Linked DNA regions of Triticum aestivum: region 2 is linked to region 1. A link is a contact called in public Hi-C data. All regions are on one chromosome and are shown on one strand. The core of a region is the stretch at or near the end of the contact, and the rest is flanking DNA. Distances in the headings are between cores, read along the strand shown.

What was found. Hi-C and Micro-C count contacts between places; a contact is called where the count stands out from the background.
Region 2: a Hi-C map of leaf shows a contact between it and region 1, with 2.6 times the contacts expected there. The contact joins the promoter of LOC123051347 here to the promoter of LOC123051342 in region 1. A contact is called at or near these places in 3 of 5 Hi-C or Micro-C datasets (all in leaf).

The regions. Positions count from the first base shown.
Region 1 is chr2D:35,055,745-35,062,671 of IWGSC CS RefSeq v2.1, forward strand. LOC123051342 (2-oxoglutarate dehydrogenase, mitochondrial) reads left to right here and starts at 3,182. Exons shown (of 9, transcript XM_044474203.1): 1 at 3,182-3,353; 2 at 3,438-5,018; 3 at 5,356-5,582; 4 at 5,671-6,003; 5 at 6,424-6,670. The coding sequence starts at 3,474. LOC123051341 (wiskott-Aldrich syndrome protein family member 2) reads left to right here. Exons shown (of 6, transcript XM_044474202.1): 6 at 908-1,506. The coding sequence ends at 943.
Region 2 is chr2D:35,222,749-35,229,675 of IWGSC CS RefSeq v2.1, forward strand. It overlaps LOC123051347, which reads left to right and starts at 3,943. Exons shown (of 6, transcript XM_044474208.1): 1 at 3,943-4,184; 2 at 5,374-5,429; 3 at 5,860-6,927. The coding sequence starts at 4,091. It overlaps LOC123051345, which reads left to right. Exons shown (of 5, transcript XM_044474207.1): 4 at 118-269; 5 at 743-1,071. The coding sequence ends at 266.

The sequences.
Region 1 (6,927 bases), core at 1,932-4,431:
GTATATGGTTATCTTTTTTCGATAGAGAGATGATGCATTTCAAGATATGCACGTATTTTAAGATAAGAAGAAAGCTTGTCTGGTGAGGAAGAGTCCATCCTCTGTTTTGTCACCTTTGGCCTCCTTTTTGCTCTGCCTATAGTTTTGTGGACTACAAGTTCTGCTACAGTATGGTCTCCTAGGTGTTTTTATGTAAGATACTAGATGAATTTATGCCGAAGTGTAAAAGTTTCCTTAGTAAGCAAAGGATCTAGTTCGGACTTCCCCGTAGAAAGAATGTTACATTGGTACTGTATATATATGGCAGTCTTGTTTGATGAAGAAACGATGAAATTAAAGATATGCACACATTAAGTAGTTCAGTAGTTCCGAACCAGATACCAGTACGAATATGCGATACAATGCCATGTTAATTTGGGGGGTCTGTCCAAGCCACAGAATACTGAGATCTGTACTGGCCCAAGGTTACTGCAGAACGAAATAAACAAGAAATCTTGCAGAAAGGACCATGTGCTGTCTCGGTGCTTACTGGCATGATGGTTAAGATTTTTGATCAAGTAGAGTCAGTGGCTGAAGATCTGACAGAGGTTGACTTGCTGGCTTGTGAGTTGCCAGCACTGTAGTTGATTGCTAACCAAAGGATGGTGACATCCAATATTCCTATTCCTGCTTGTGTGCTTGTTTGCTATTCTTCCTGTTCCTGTTACGAGATGACCTCGGCTCAAGCTGACCCCACACCGGACCAAGTGTTTGATATGGTTTTAACCATGTGCTTAATGCATTCAGAAATTCTTTTTCCGAGTTGTGCGTTGATGTTTGGCACTTATGTCCCTATATATTGCGTTCAGTTGAGAAGTAAAGCTATATGCGGATGTTTAATCGCTCCAGTTGTAAATGCCTTACTCAGGATCTTCTTGGCATCGGCCATAACCGTCCAGGATGAGCGAGGCGTTGGTCCAAGATCTGACTGAGACACTAAGCAACTCTTCTGTCCTGGTGAACTGAAGACCGTATATACACTGTAAGCTCAAGACTGTAAACAGCGAGGTACAAGTGCCTTAACGCAGGACCAGGGATGATAGAACCATCAGATGTGAGCTCACTCGTTTTCGGATGCTTCGAGAAAGCGCGTCGTGTGCCGGTCGTTGCGTTGCTGACTGTATATTCCCCATTAGCAGCAAAGTTTCAGTGGCAGGCATGAGAATGTCAACTGCTACCTCAGCCACTGTGGATCTCTGTAGACTCTAGATTCTAGTTTTTGGATCTCAGTTTAGCACGCGTGGGAGATCACAACCAGATGGTAGTTGCACATGGGAAGGGTCTGGCTTCACGTTTTGGTTGTCATGCTGTTCTTCGGCACGGATGCACGATGCCCGGTGAATCAGATGGTAGGGCTGTGCCGGCTGTCGATTGTTTCAGTTGTTTGGACGCGTCCCTTCAGAGATGCAGTGGGTATATGATGCACATTTCTTCTGTCATTTTATTTGTGTGAGAGGACATCTTGTAGATTTCAGTATCATCCTCTGAAACGTCGGAATAGATTTCAGTCAAATCAACTGCGGACTTGTTAAACAAAGTAGGCAGGTTAATGAATTTGTTTGGTCAATCAAGAATGGACAGCTCAAGAAAAATATGTACAACTCAGGATTGTGCAAGGGACGGATAACCCTTTGTCCACCTTCATCCACATAAAAAGCCAGCCAAGTCAAACGTTAGAATGACAAACATGTCAAAATGAAAAACGTTAGAATAGCAAAGGTGATGTCACTAAGAGCATCTCCAATAAGTCCGACAAAATCATTTTACATACTCCCTCCGTCCCATAATGTAAGATGTTTTTTTACACAACACTAGAGTAAAAAAACATCTTACATTATGGGACAGAGGGAGTGGCTTGCATAACTTCTCGGTTGCATTTGGCCTTTGCCCCATGGCTGTAATGATATCAAGGATGGCACAAACTCATGGTACCTCTCATGATGGTGTGTTTGTTGCTAGAGACCATGTTCCGCTTTTTTATGCAATCGCTCCTTTCAAATAATTGTTTCTCCAGTGTTCTTGTGGCTCAATAAGGAGATGGAGTTGAAAGGCCCTGCAAAAAACAGATGGCGTTGAGAGGCTATGTTGTATTTTTTTTTACTTCTTGTTTGGGTCTTCCAGTGTACTTTTTTTTATGTATTTTTGACGTTTATCAAATAGTACTAGCTTAATTGTACGTGCGCGGATGCATACATACATATTCTAGTGGTTAAATATCATTTGAGCCTGACATGAATCTTGTGTCCATCATATTCTGGATTTTGGTAAGATTTGATTTGACTTGATTATGATGGGGAAAAGGAAAAAAGTTATAGTTTTGATTTAGGGGGTGTTTGGTTCAGAAGTCCTAGGACTTTTTCTAGTCCCAGGGATTAATCAAAAAAGACTCTCCAGTAGAGTCTTTTTCTAGTCCCTGTAGAAAAAGTCCCCCCCGTTTGATTCCTAGGGACTTTTTAGGGACTTTTTCTAGTCTCTGGGACTAAAAAGTCCCTGAACCAAACACCCCCTTAGTTGAAGTTTTGGAAGATTTGATTTGATTGTGGGCGGGGAAAGGGAAAAAGTTTGTATCTAGGCAAAGTCTTGGTAGCTTGATTTTATTTGGATATAAGTAGAGAAAGATAAGGAAAGTTTTGATTTAGTTGAGGTTTTGATGAAATATGATTTGATTAGGTTACCGCGAAAACGTGGGGATAAGGCCGTGGAACGGGCGGAGGCGAAGCCCAACATACTACAAACCAACCTATGTTTAAATAGCAGAGATAATGAAAGAAACTGTTATTGGGGTAAGATATCCTTTTTTGTGGGGGGATATAAGATATCTTCCCTTGGTCATGTATCTTTTATTTAACTCTTCGTCGTCACCAATGGCTAGACAAGACATCCTATCTCAACAATCCGAAGATAAGTTGACATATCCCAAAGAGAAGACATTATTAAATTCCTAAATATCTCTAAATGACAGTTTCAAAAGAAAAAGTTGTCTAGATGACCACGCGGCGCCGTGTCGGTGAGCGGCGACACGATTTCCTCTGGAAAGAAAAAAAAAAGCGACGTTTTGAACCGGAACCCTGCCCCCCACCCCACCGGACCGGACCCACCCGCCACCGCTTTTGACCCGAAGCCATTCCGTTCGTCCCTTTCTATCCCCCACCACCCCTCGTACAGCCAGCACCGCATTCGCATCGGGGGCTGCACCCTCTCCCAAGACAAAATCAATCTCCAGAGAAAAAGAAAAGGCAAAACAAACTCGCCCCCCTTCCCTTCCTCGATTCCGACGAGGGTTTCGCGGCCGCCGCCGCCATTGACCGCGCAAGGTTCGTCCCCATCCCCTCCCCTCCTCCCCGATCCGCCGTAGTTCTCTCCGATTGATCTCCTCCGTTGGTCTCGATTCGATTTAGGACGAGGAGGAGCGCGAGGGGAGGACGACGAGAGCAATGACGTGGCTCCGCGCCGCTACGGGGGTGGCCCGCCACGCCGCGCGGCGGGCGGTCCTGGCCCGCGCCACCAGCGCCACCCCGGGCGCCCGATCCGCGGGGTTCCACACCACGGCGCTCCGCCGCAGGGCCGCGGCGCCGGCCCCGCGGGCCGTCCCGCTTTCCAGGCTCACCGACAGCTTCCTCGACGGCACCAGCAGCGTCTACCTCGAGGAGCTGCAGCGCGCGTGGGAGGCGGACCCGTCCTCCGTCGACGAGTCGTGGGACAACTTCTTCCGCAACTTCCTCGGCCAGGCCGCGGGCTCCCCCGCCACCGGCCTCTCCGGCCAGACCATCCAGGAGAGCATGCAGCTGCTCCTCCTCGTGCGCGCCTACCAGGTCAACGGCCACATGAAGGCGGCGCTCGACCCGCTGGGGCTCGACGACCGCGCCGTGCCCGAGGACCTCGACCTCGCCCTCTACGGCTTCACGGAGGCCGACCTCGACCGCGAGTTCTTCCTCGGGGTCTGGATGATGGCCGGCTTCCTCTCCGAGAACCGGCCCGTGCTCACCCTCCGCGAGATCCTCGGCAAGCTCGAGCGCGCCTACTGCGGGCCCATCGGCTTCGAGTACATGCACATCCCCGACCGCGACAAGTGCAACTGGCTCCGCGAGAAGATCGAGACCGTCGCGCCCAGGGAGTACCCCAAGGACCGCCGCCTCGTCATGCTCGACAGGCTCATCTGGAGCACCCAGTTCGAGAACTTCCTCGCCACCAAGTGGGCCACCGCCAAGCGGTTCGGCCTCGAGGGCGGCGAGACGCTCATCCCCGGCATGAAGGAGATGTTCGACAGGTCCGCCGATCTCGGCGTCGAGAACATTGTCATTGGCATGCCCCACAGGGGGAGGCTCAATGTGCTGGGGAACGTCGTGCGCAAGCCCTTGTCTCAGATATTCAGTGAGTTTGCTGGCGGGACCAGGCCTGTCGAAGGCGAGGATGGGCTCTACACTGGAACCGGTGATGTCAAGTACCATCTGGGTACCTCCTACGACCGGCCCACCCGTGGTGGCAAGAGGATCCACTTGTCGTTGGTCGCCAATCCCAGTCATCTGGAGGCCGTCGATCCTGTTGTCATTGGCAAGACGCGGGCAAAGCAGTTCTACTCCAATGATGATGACAGGACAAAGAACATGGGCATTCTTATTCATGGAGATGGCAGCTTTGCTGGGCAGGGCGTGGTGTATGAGACGCTCCATCTAAGTGCCCTTCCAAACTACACAACTGGAGGAACCATTCACATTGTTGTCAACAATCAAGTTGCCTTCACAACTGATCCAAGAGCCGGCAGGTCTTCCCAGTACTGCACGGATGTTGCCAAGGCCGTGAATGTCCCTATATTCCATGTTAATGGTGATGATCTGGAGGCTGTTGTACGTGTCTGCGAACTTGCAGCTGAGTGGCGCCAGACTTTCCATTCTGATGTGGTGGTCGACCTGATCTGCTACCGTCGTTTTGGACACAATGAAATTGATGAGCCATCCTTCACACAGCCAAAGATGTATCAGGTAATCCCCATGCTACTGAATCTGTGTATTTTGCATATGTCGTTGTTCATTTCCACTTTGGTAGTTAGGTTTCTAATCAATAAAGTATACAGCAAAATGTTCATTCCTTTTTATCTGCACCTGATTACCCTCTCTATCGTGTTCCTGTCTCTATCATACTTGTGCTTTTATGCTGATATTGATGCTTCAGCTCAATTCTCATTCCTTTTTAGCCGCATCATTACCCTCTTATATTGTTCCTGTCTCTATCATACTTGTGCTTTTATGCTGATATTGATGCTTTGTGCTTCTAGCACCCTGTGTTTCACTGTTTCTGATGAAAATTATTCTTTGGCAGGTCATTAAGAACCATCCCAGTTCATTGAAGCTTTATGAACAGAAACTGCTTGAAACAGGTGAAGTCACTAAAGAAGATGTTCAGAGGATCCACGACAAAGTGAACCGAATCCTGAATGAAGAGTTTGCTAAAAGCAAAGATTATGTTCCCAACAAGAGGGATTGGCTCTCGGCTTACTGGACTGGCTTTAAGTCACCTGAGCAAATTTCACGTGTTCGCAACACCGGGTAACAGCTTTATTTGTGTTGATTATGCTTGTAGTTTATGTCTTCAACAGTTATGCCATCCATCATCATTGAAATGCTTGCTTTGCAGGGTTAAGCCGGAGGTACTGAAACGTGTTGGGCAAGCAATTACTACTCTGCCTGAAAGCTTCAAGCCCCACAGAGCAGTGAAGAAGATTTTTGAGCAGCGCGCTGCAATGATCGAGAGTGGTGAAGGTATTGATTGGGCTGTTGCCGAAGCCCTTGCCTTTGCAGCACTCATAGTTGAAGGCAACCATGTTAGGCTGAGTGGACAGGATGTGGAAAGGGGAACTTTTAGCCACCGGCATTCAGTTGTGCATGACCAGGAAACTGGGGCGAAATACTGCCCGCTCGATCATGTTGTGATGAATCAGAATGAGGAGCTGTTTACTGTTAGCAACAGGTAAGTCTGCTAATGGAACTATATTTATGTCATCCTAGTGACTGCTGTAATAGTATCTGCACTTGTTAAATTTGGAAGCTTATAAGATCATTCTTGTTCCCCTGGTCCATAGACAAAAATGGAGAAACTATAACCGGTTCTGTAGGTTTATTTGGCCCACCTATGCTTTGGAATATAATTGTTCAGCTTACCAGCAGAACAATAAGCTCTACTTGTCTTTAGACATGAATGGATAAAAGTATCCATTATTTAGATAAGCTCTACTTTTACTTGCTGCCTCGAACCGCCCACTTAATTTTATGATTATTCTGGTTATATATTGTTTTGAGATGGCCCCTGTTTTACCTGTAACAAGTTTCAATTTGAATAAGGAGAATTTGCTTTTTCTTGGGATTGAGGACACGAATTTGCTTTTTGCAGTTCACTTTCTGAATTCGCTGTTCTTGGGTTTGAATTGGGCTACTCCATGGAGAACCCGAATTCGCTAGTACTCTGGGAAGCTCAGTTTGGTGACTTCTCCAATGGTGCACAAGTGATGTTTGACCAGTTTCTGAGTAGTGGAGAGGCAAAATGGCTGCGCCAAACTGGCCTTGTTGTTCTACTGCCTCATGGTTATGATGGCCAAGGTCCGGAACACTCCAGCTCCCGTTTGGAGCGCTTCCTTCAGGTAATTCACAGAACATAGTTCTTGTTCTTTTCTGTATCATGCAGCCAATTAGTCCTGTCCAGTCAGAAGCAGCCTCCTGTTTTTGCATCCTTGTTCTTTGATAGTTCTCTAGCATGCTTTAGTTGTTCGTCAGTTTCAAATATCCTGTCACTATTCTAGAAAATACGGTTTGTTTTACAACTTTTGATGGCTCGAATTTTTATGGTGATGGCTTGGTTTTCATTATTTGTGGATGAGTAACGATTGGTTCTTGAATG
Region 2 (6,927 bases), core at 2,693-5,192, 170 kb after region 1:
ATTGGATCTCTTTCTGTTTGAACCCTTCAATTGTATATATGCTTGTCTAAACGATGCAGATTGTGATATATGTCTGTTCAAGATTGGGCTGATGATTGTGATATCCAAACGATGCAGATCAAGAGCATCTGGACTACGACACCAAGAAGCTGCAAAGCTTTGTCAAGGAGAAATCGTTTGCGATCTCCGAGAAAGGCGCCCTTGCGGACAAAATCAGCCCGGGCATCGTGAGATCCCTCGTCAGCCTTGCAGATAAACCTAAGTAGTAGGTACACGCCGCAAGGGGCAAATGAATCATGTCTGTCGGTCCCAGTCCTCAACAGCTCGAACATCTCCTAAGATGAAGCTTCTGCCGGGTTCACCAATTGTGTTTACTAACAGCCCTGATGTTTTACCCGCATCTCGGTTTGGTTTCGCCGCGCTGTGAGATTAGGCCGTTGCTACGAACGAGAGAATTGTAGTCGGCCGACATTTAACCCTTGTTACCTATCATCACTAGGTGTGGTGTGTTGGCAAACCTGAGTCCTGAGCCTGAACCTGTTCCTGTACCCTGTTATCTTCATTCAAATGAAGTCATAACAGTATCATGCCGGGAAAGTTTTATCTATTTATCCGTGTACCGTCCTTGAGTGAGGACATGTTTTATACGGCGGTTGGGAAAATTCCCTTTTTCTCTTGGATGACACGTTTTATCTTTGGTTTGTGGTGAATCTAAAATTCAAACCATGGTTTCCATGCGCAGGTAGATATGAAGTCAGGTTGAGAAACATGGGGAGGCACTGACGATGAATGTAATGTGCCTGGACATGGAGAGCCATGCTGTTGGCGGATATTGCCGGCACCTCACCTGTAGGAGGCCTATGCATGTACTGTATATAGAGCGGCAATGAGGTTGGCAACCTTCAATGGTGCGAAGGGCAAGAGATACCTTGGCCTTTTGGTGCGAGGGTGAGGGGGACTGGGGAGCCCAGCACAGCACCTTTTGTTGTACAGGGAGATGTGGGCTATCTATCTCTGGTGACCATGATCGACTGTTCTCTGCAAGTAATTAACTGATGAGCTTTGCGATGATGATGATGGCTGGCCGGCTGGCTGTAGCTTGGGACTGTGCCATTCTTCTTCTGTCTGCAATTCTGCATCGTTCTTGTGCATATTGTGAGTAGTATCTTTTCTTTGTCGTTAAATGCGACTGATGCCAAGTCATCTTCTTCTTTTGTTCTTTTGGGAGGGCCATTACCAGGCAGACGTCTGCGTCTGGCGGGTGGGCCGGTGTCGGTGCGGCGGATTAGCTGATCAGATCCAACCCACCTCTCTGACTTAACACAAATGCATACACCTTAACTAAGTGCTCAGTGCTGGTTAAGGTTAAGCATGAGAAAGGGACGGCGATGGCCGGCACGCATCACATGACGACAGAGAGAGAGAGAGAGAGAGAGAGCCGAGGACGCATGTGATCCATACGTTGACGTCTCCGTCCGCTTGCTCGCTCCTCCCGGTAGTTAGCTGTACCAAACCCCAACGGTCCAGATCGTCCGTGCATCCCGGCATTAACGTACGTGCACGCCGCGGAAACAAAAACAAAATAGTAGTACTAATCAATGAATCTGGATGCAAACAAACTTTGGATTTGATTTTCCGCTCGGCACACGAGTTCGCGCAATGAACGTGCTGTACGGCCTTTCGCGGCTCGTCTCATGATGCTGCCGTGGCGCCGCTTTACATCTTTTTCTACGTGGGATTACAGAAGTGGATTTATGATTGCTGGTTATGGGTGGGGATGATGGAGGAACAAAAGGGAATGGGGTCGTTTTGGATGGGAAAACCGCAAAGAGCGCCGTGTAGGGCCTCCTTTTGATTCAAGGAATTTCATATGAGTTTTAGAGGATCTCAATCCATAGTTTCTTATGGAAGCCCAGGAATCGGGTGATCAAATTCCTATGGAATATATTTCAAAAAAAAAAATTCCTATGGAATATATTTCAAAAAAAAAAATTCCTATGGAATACATTCTTTGCCCTTCATTCAGTAGGAATCTTACGAAATCTCTCCCTCTCCCTCTCTCTATCTCTCTCTGGATCAACCCAAAAAATTCTGAAATAACAATATAAGCGTTTGTGGCACTCTTATATTATGAGACAGGGGGAATACCTATGCGGTATGTTCAAAACAGATAATGAGTGAATACTATTTACACTGTTCCCATTCGATTATGTCTTTTCTAGTTCTCTAACTGTGGTTGAATTAGGAACTGGAACTTTCCGAGTCTGTACAAAATACATGGATGTGCGTCTATAGATATTTTGAATTTGTTTGAACATGTTAGTATTTTTCAGAAAAATTGGTCTCGCCAAGCCAGATCGTATACTAGTTGAAAAAAAGAGAGTAAAAGATGGCTCGAGGAGTACTGAAAACGGGTGCAAAGAACTTAGGGCATCTTCAACGGCAACTCGTAAATTTTCCTCCCGCGTCACAAACCATATGAAACTCATGCAAAGACAACAGGTTTCATAGAAACCGGACAAATTTCATTACATTTTGGACATATTTTAACTAAAATAGCTAAAACTATGTGCACGTCCGGCCGCGCGGAGCTCCACTCCCACGACACGGATACACTACTGCCGGTCATGGCGGATCCCATTGTCTTTCCCATGTCCGGCAATCCGCTCGTGAACTAGCGTGAGCCCCAGAGGTATATCCCCCCCCCCCCCCCGGTATCTTCCTTATGTCCGGCTACGCCGCTCATCGGAGTGGCAAAATGGGGTGCTTCAGCCGGGAGGGGGGGATTGGGGGCTCCGCATCCGTGAAGCCTAGGCGGGGGTCGACGCTGGTTTGCACTGAACTGGGCAAGACACCGGCTGTGTATGGCGGCATCGCCTCGGCGGAGGCCTTCATGGGACCCAAGCGGTGGAGGCCTCCGGTGTTCTACTTCTAGATGATGGCGGGGGGCGCGGATGTGCTGGACATCGCGTCGTCAACCTCCACCGACAGGGCGCGATCACGGACATGTTGATGACGGATAGCGCGAGCAGCAAAAGCACGGGAGGAGCGGTGTGACACAGCGTCATCCACGGCAGGCACGATACCTGTGCTGCCGTGGTCCACTACGTGCCGGCCTGGAGCAACACGCCACTCCTCGGCGAGCTGGCTTGGAGTGGCGAGTTGCTAAATGACGCGCCGACTTGGAGCTTCTGCCTCCGTGAGCTAGCCGTTTGAATGCGGGCAGTCTGTGGTCGTTTGAATGCGGTGAGGAGGCGTGTTCATCCAGGCGAGCAGCGGACGACACTCTCTCGGCCGGCGTGTCGCTTCAATGCCCGCAGTGAAAGGTCGCTTCTGTCTGCCGCCGCCCTCTCATCCAGTCAAATCGCGGGCATCAATGTTGCGTACTGCATGCTTGGCGACCGACATGAATGCGCCACGGCAAGCAGTGCGGCATGTAGGATGAAAAGCGTGGGAGGGGCGGGTGGGGGGTTTGGATGGGCCAGGGCGGTCAGAAGCGGGCGTGGCAACGGTCCGGACGGCCTCAAAGCCCTCATGTTTGTCTCCGGTTTGCGGGGAAGACACGTCCGGACCGCCCCGTAGAACGATACGGATCCACGTCAGACAGCACGATCCGAACGTATGCACGTGATTTGAGAGTCCCAGTCGGAGATGCCCTTTTTGGCATTATTTTGCTTGCCCCACCCACTTTTGCCTAACTTTTAACAGTTACTCGTAATTATAAAAGAAAACACATCACAACATAGTTCAGCAACCGCAAATTGAGGCTTACCCTGGACGTTCTACCCCGTGCCATGTGCAATTTACTCCAACAAATTTATTTACTAGGCTTCTGGAGAGCCAACTGCCGATAAAAGACAAAAGCACGAGGGCTTGACTGCAAAAAGAACAGTCCCCCTACCTCTTCCCTACAGGCCAGGGCCACGGGTTCAACAGAGAGAGAGAGAGAGAGAGAGAGAGAGAGAGAGAGGGGAGAAGCAGAGTTTCCTTGCTCAGCCTCCTGCCCGTGCTCACTCACTGCTCACCTCACCTCCCCCGTCTTGTCCAAAAGATCCCCGGCCCATCCCCCCTACCCTCAGCGCCCGCCGAGATGGGGGGACTCCGCCGCGGCGGAGGCACGGACGGACTCCACTCCCACCGCCGCCGCCACCCCAGTCCCAATGCTCCGCCCCATCTCGCCGCCGGTACGCCTCATCCATGCACTCTTCTTCCCCCTCTGCTCATTTTATCTCCGAATCCTTATCTTGGATTTGCTCATGGGCGCTTCAATGTCGAGCCGGTCCCTTCCAGAGATTTCGTTTTTCCTTACCCGCTTTTGGAGCGGCAGCTTGGGGTTCATGTGACCGGCCATCGGCATTAGCTCCTGGTCTAAAAAGTTTTGCTTTTCCTCTTCCCGTTTTGCTCCTTACCCCCATCCTCTCCCCCCTTCTCCTCCAAGCAATGCGTTCCCCATGAGTACAGAGTTCTGGTTCCAGGGCCTTCATCCATCCTCACCGGGGAAGGGACAAGAGAGAGAAAGAAAGGAAGATTCATGGTGATGCCCGCCTTGTCTTTTCGGAGACACCATCGAATCACTTCTCCTGTAGTTAAATCATCCCGCCCACGACATTTTCGCGCGAATTCATGGCGATGTGCTTTGGATTCTTTCCTGGTCGCCACTCGCCGCTTAGTAAATTATTCCCAGTCCCGCCAGATCACGCGAAACAGGCCGTATTTCCCGGAACATGGCGCCATTCTCAAGGTCAGAAACTGTGCCAACAAACGTATACTATCCCAGTGACGCGCCCACATGTTCACGGAGCACCATGAAGCTTCGTTGACAATAGGGATTCGGTATTCCAATCAGCACTAATTTTTTTTAATATGTCAGCTTAAGCAAACTCGGGTTGTTTAACATCTGACAGGTACATTTTACTGTGCTCGCTAGCTGGGCTAAACAGTGTGTTGGGAGTAGTAAATCTGTACTAAAAGTAAGCCTTGTCTGGCCATTGTGTCGGATCCAAGTTAACAGTACTACGTACTCGTATATGTACCTACGCACTATCCGTTGGATGGTTGGTCGTACATAGCTTAGCTTGTTAGGAGTATTTATGTATATCTTGCATCGTTGCTGATTCCGGATCTATCTATCACTGTCCTGCGCCCACCCACCATTCATCAGCTCTGAAAGTTTACTGGCACAGAGTGGTTTCAGAGATATCTGCCATTCTCACCACAATCCTAGCTTAGCAACTACTCTAAACATATTGGTAATAACATATCGGTTCTCCCTTTCCTTCTGTGTTACCTCTGATCGCGATGCGCCTTGTTACTTTTGCCACCCTGAACTGTCCCTGTGGAGTTTATTCATCGGTGTCTTTATCTTTGATTCAGGAGTTGGATCCTCGAGCAAACAAGGAGGTGGACCTGGGATGCATTCCAATTCTTTGGTGAGTGGCCTAGTTTTCATCTTTTAACCTTTTTACCATGATGTAGGTAAAGCAAAGTTCCTAAGATAAGCCTATGAAAACCATATAGCAAGTTAGCAGTGGACTTAACTGAGGCAACCACTTGCACAGCTTAAAGTAAAAGCGGAATTAGTTAATACTTTGTTGTAGTAATTAGTTTGAGCATGTAAAAAAGGGTTAAGCATGTCAAATGCTCTATTGTTTTATAGCTTTTGTCTGCACGAAATTTTATTAGAGAACCAATTTCTTGTAATGTGCAGATTTTAGCCAAGTGCTTCATGGTTCAATTCTCTGTTCTCTTTTGCTACTAAAGCTATATCTTCATTTCTTACTACGCAGTTCAGTGTGTGATATCATTTCAAGAGCAAACCAGCAATCTCCGATCTAATGTTTTTTTTTTTCCTTTTCTCAGTTTGATGGGAGCAGGCTTTGTACACCCAAAAGAGCTGGTCGCACCCCAATGAAAATGCTAATAGATGACGACGTCTATAGAGATGTCACTGCTAGGCACACATCGCCTGGTGTTGTGGGAAGGCTCATGGGCCTTGACATAATGCCTTCACTTGGAGTGCACAACCAAGATACATGTAACGGGGACCGTTCACAGGGCAGGTCACCAGGGAGTTGCAGTGATAAATCAGGGAATTATAGTGACAGACATGCCTTCTCGGGAGACGTTCCACGTAGGGCAAGCACTGATGAGATTCCGGAATTCAAAGATGTTTTCGAAGTAATGGAGACCACCAGAATGAAGAACCGAAACCGTAACACTTGTTCTGGACATGACAGGGTTAACAGTGCTGACCTCAATTTTGTAAGGCAGAAATTTATGGATGCAAAACGTCTTTCTGCTGATGAATCTTTTCAGAGATCGAAAGAGTTCAATAGTGCGCTAGAGGCATTGGTATCAAATAAAGATGCTCTCATGGAAATTCTTCAAGAATCCAACAATGTTGCCGCGAGTGATCTGTCCGGCCTCGGTTGTCCTCCATCCTCTGGCGTAAACCGGATCACGCTGTTGAAACCATCCAGAAGAAGTAAGTTTATTGACGCAGATATTGTCTATCCACCAGAAGATGACACTGAACGGTGCTTTCACTCACCAAAAGAAGCAAAGCATTCTCCAAGGAAGCCTCACAGTAACTTTTCTAGTGAAGCTCCCAAAGTAGAAACTGGCTCTTTCAGACAAAAGTTGTCTAGGTCAAGCTACAGGGAGAGCATCGATAAGCGTGTTTCTCCCACTCGGATTGTTGTCTTGAAACCATGCCTCGATAAAAATCTGAACATGGAAGGGGCATTTCCAATAACCAATGACATGTTCTGCTCCAGTTACAGAAGGACTGAAGCATGCCTAGATGATGGCATTCAAAGGCAGCATGCAGAAGAATCCATGCCTCAGATCTCCACAGCATATCCCGATGCACGGCGCCAAAGAGCACAGGGGTCCAGAGAAATTGCCCGAGAGGTTTCGACACAAATG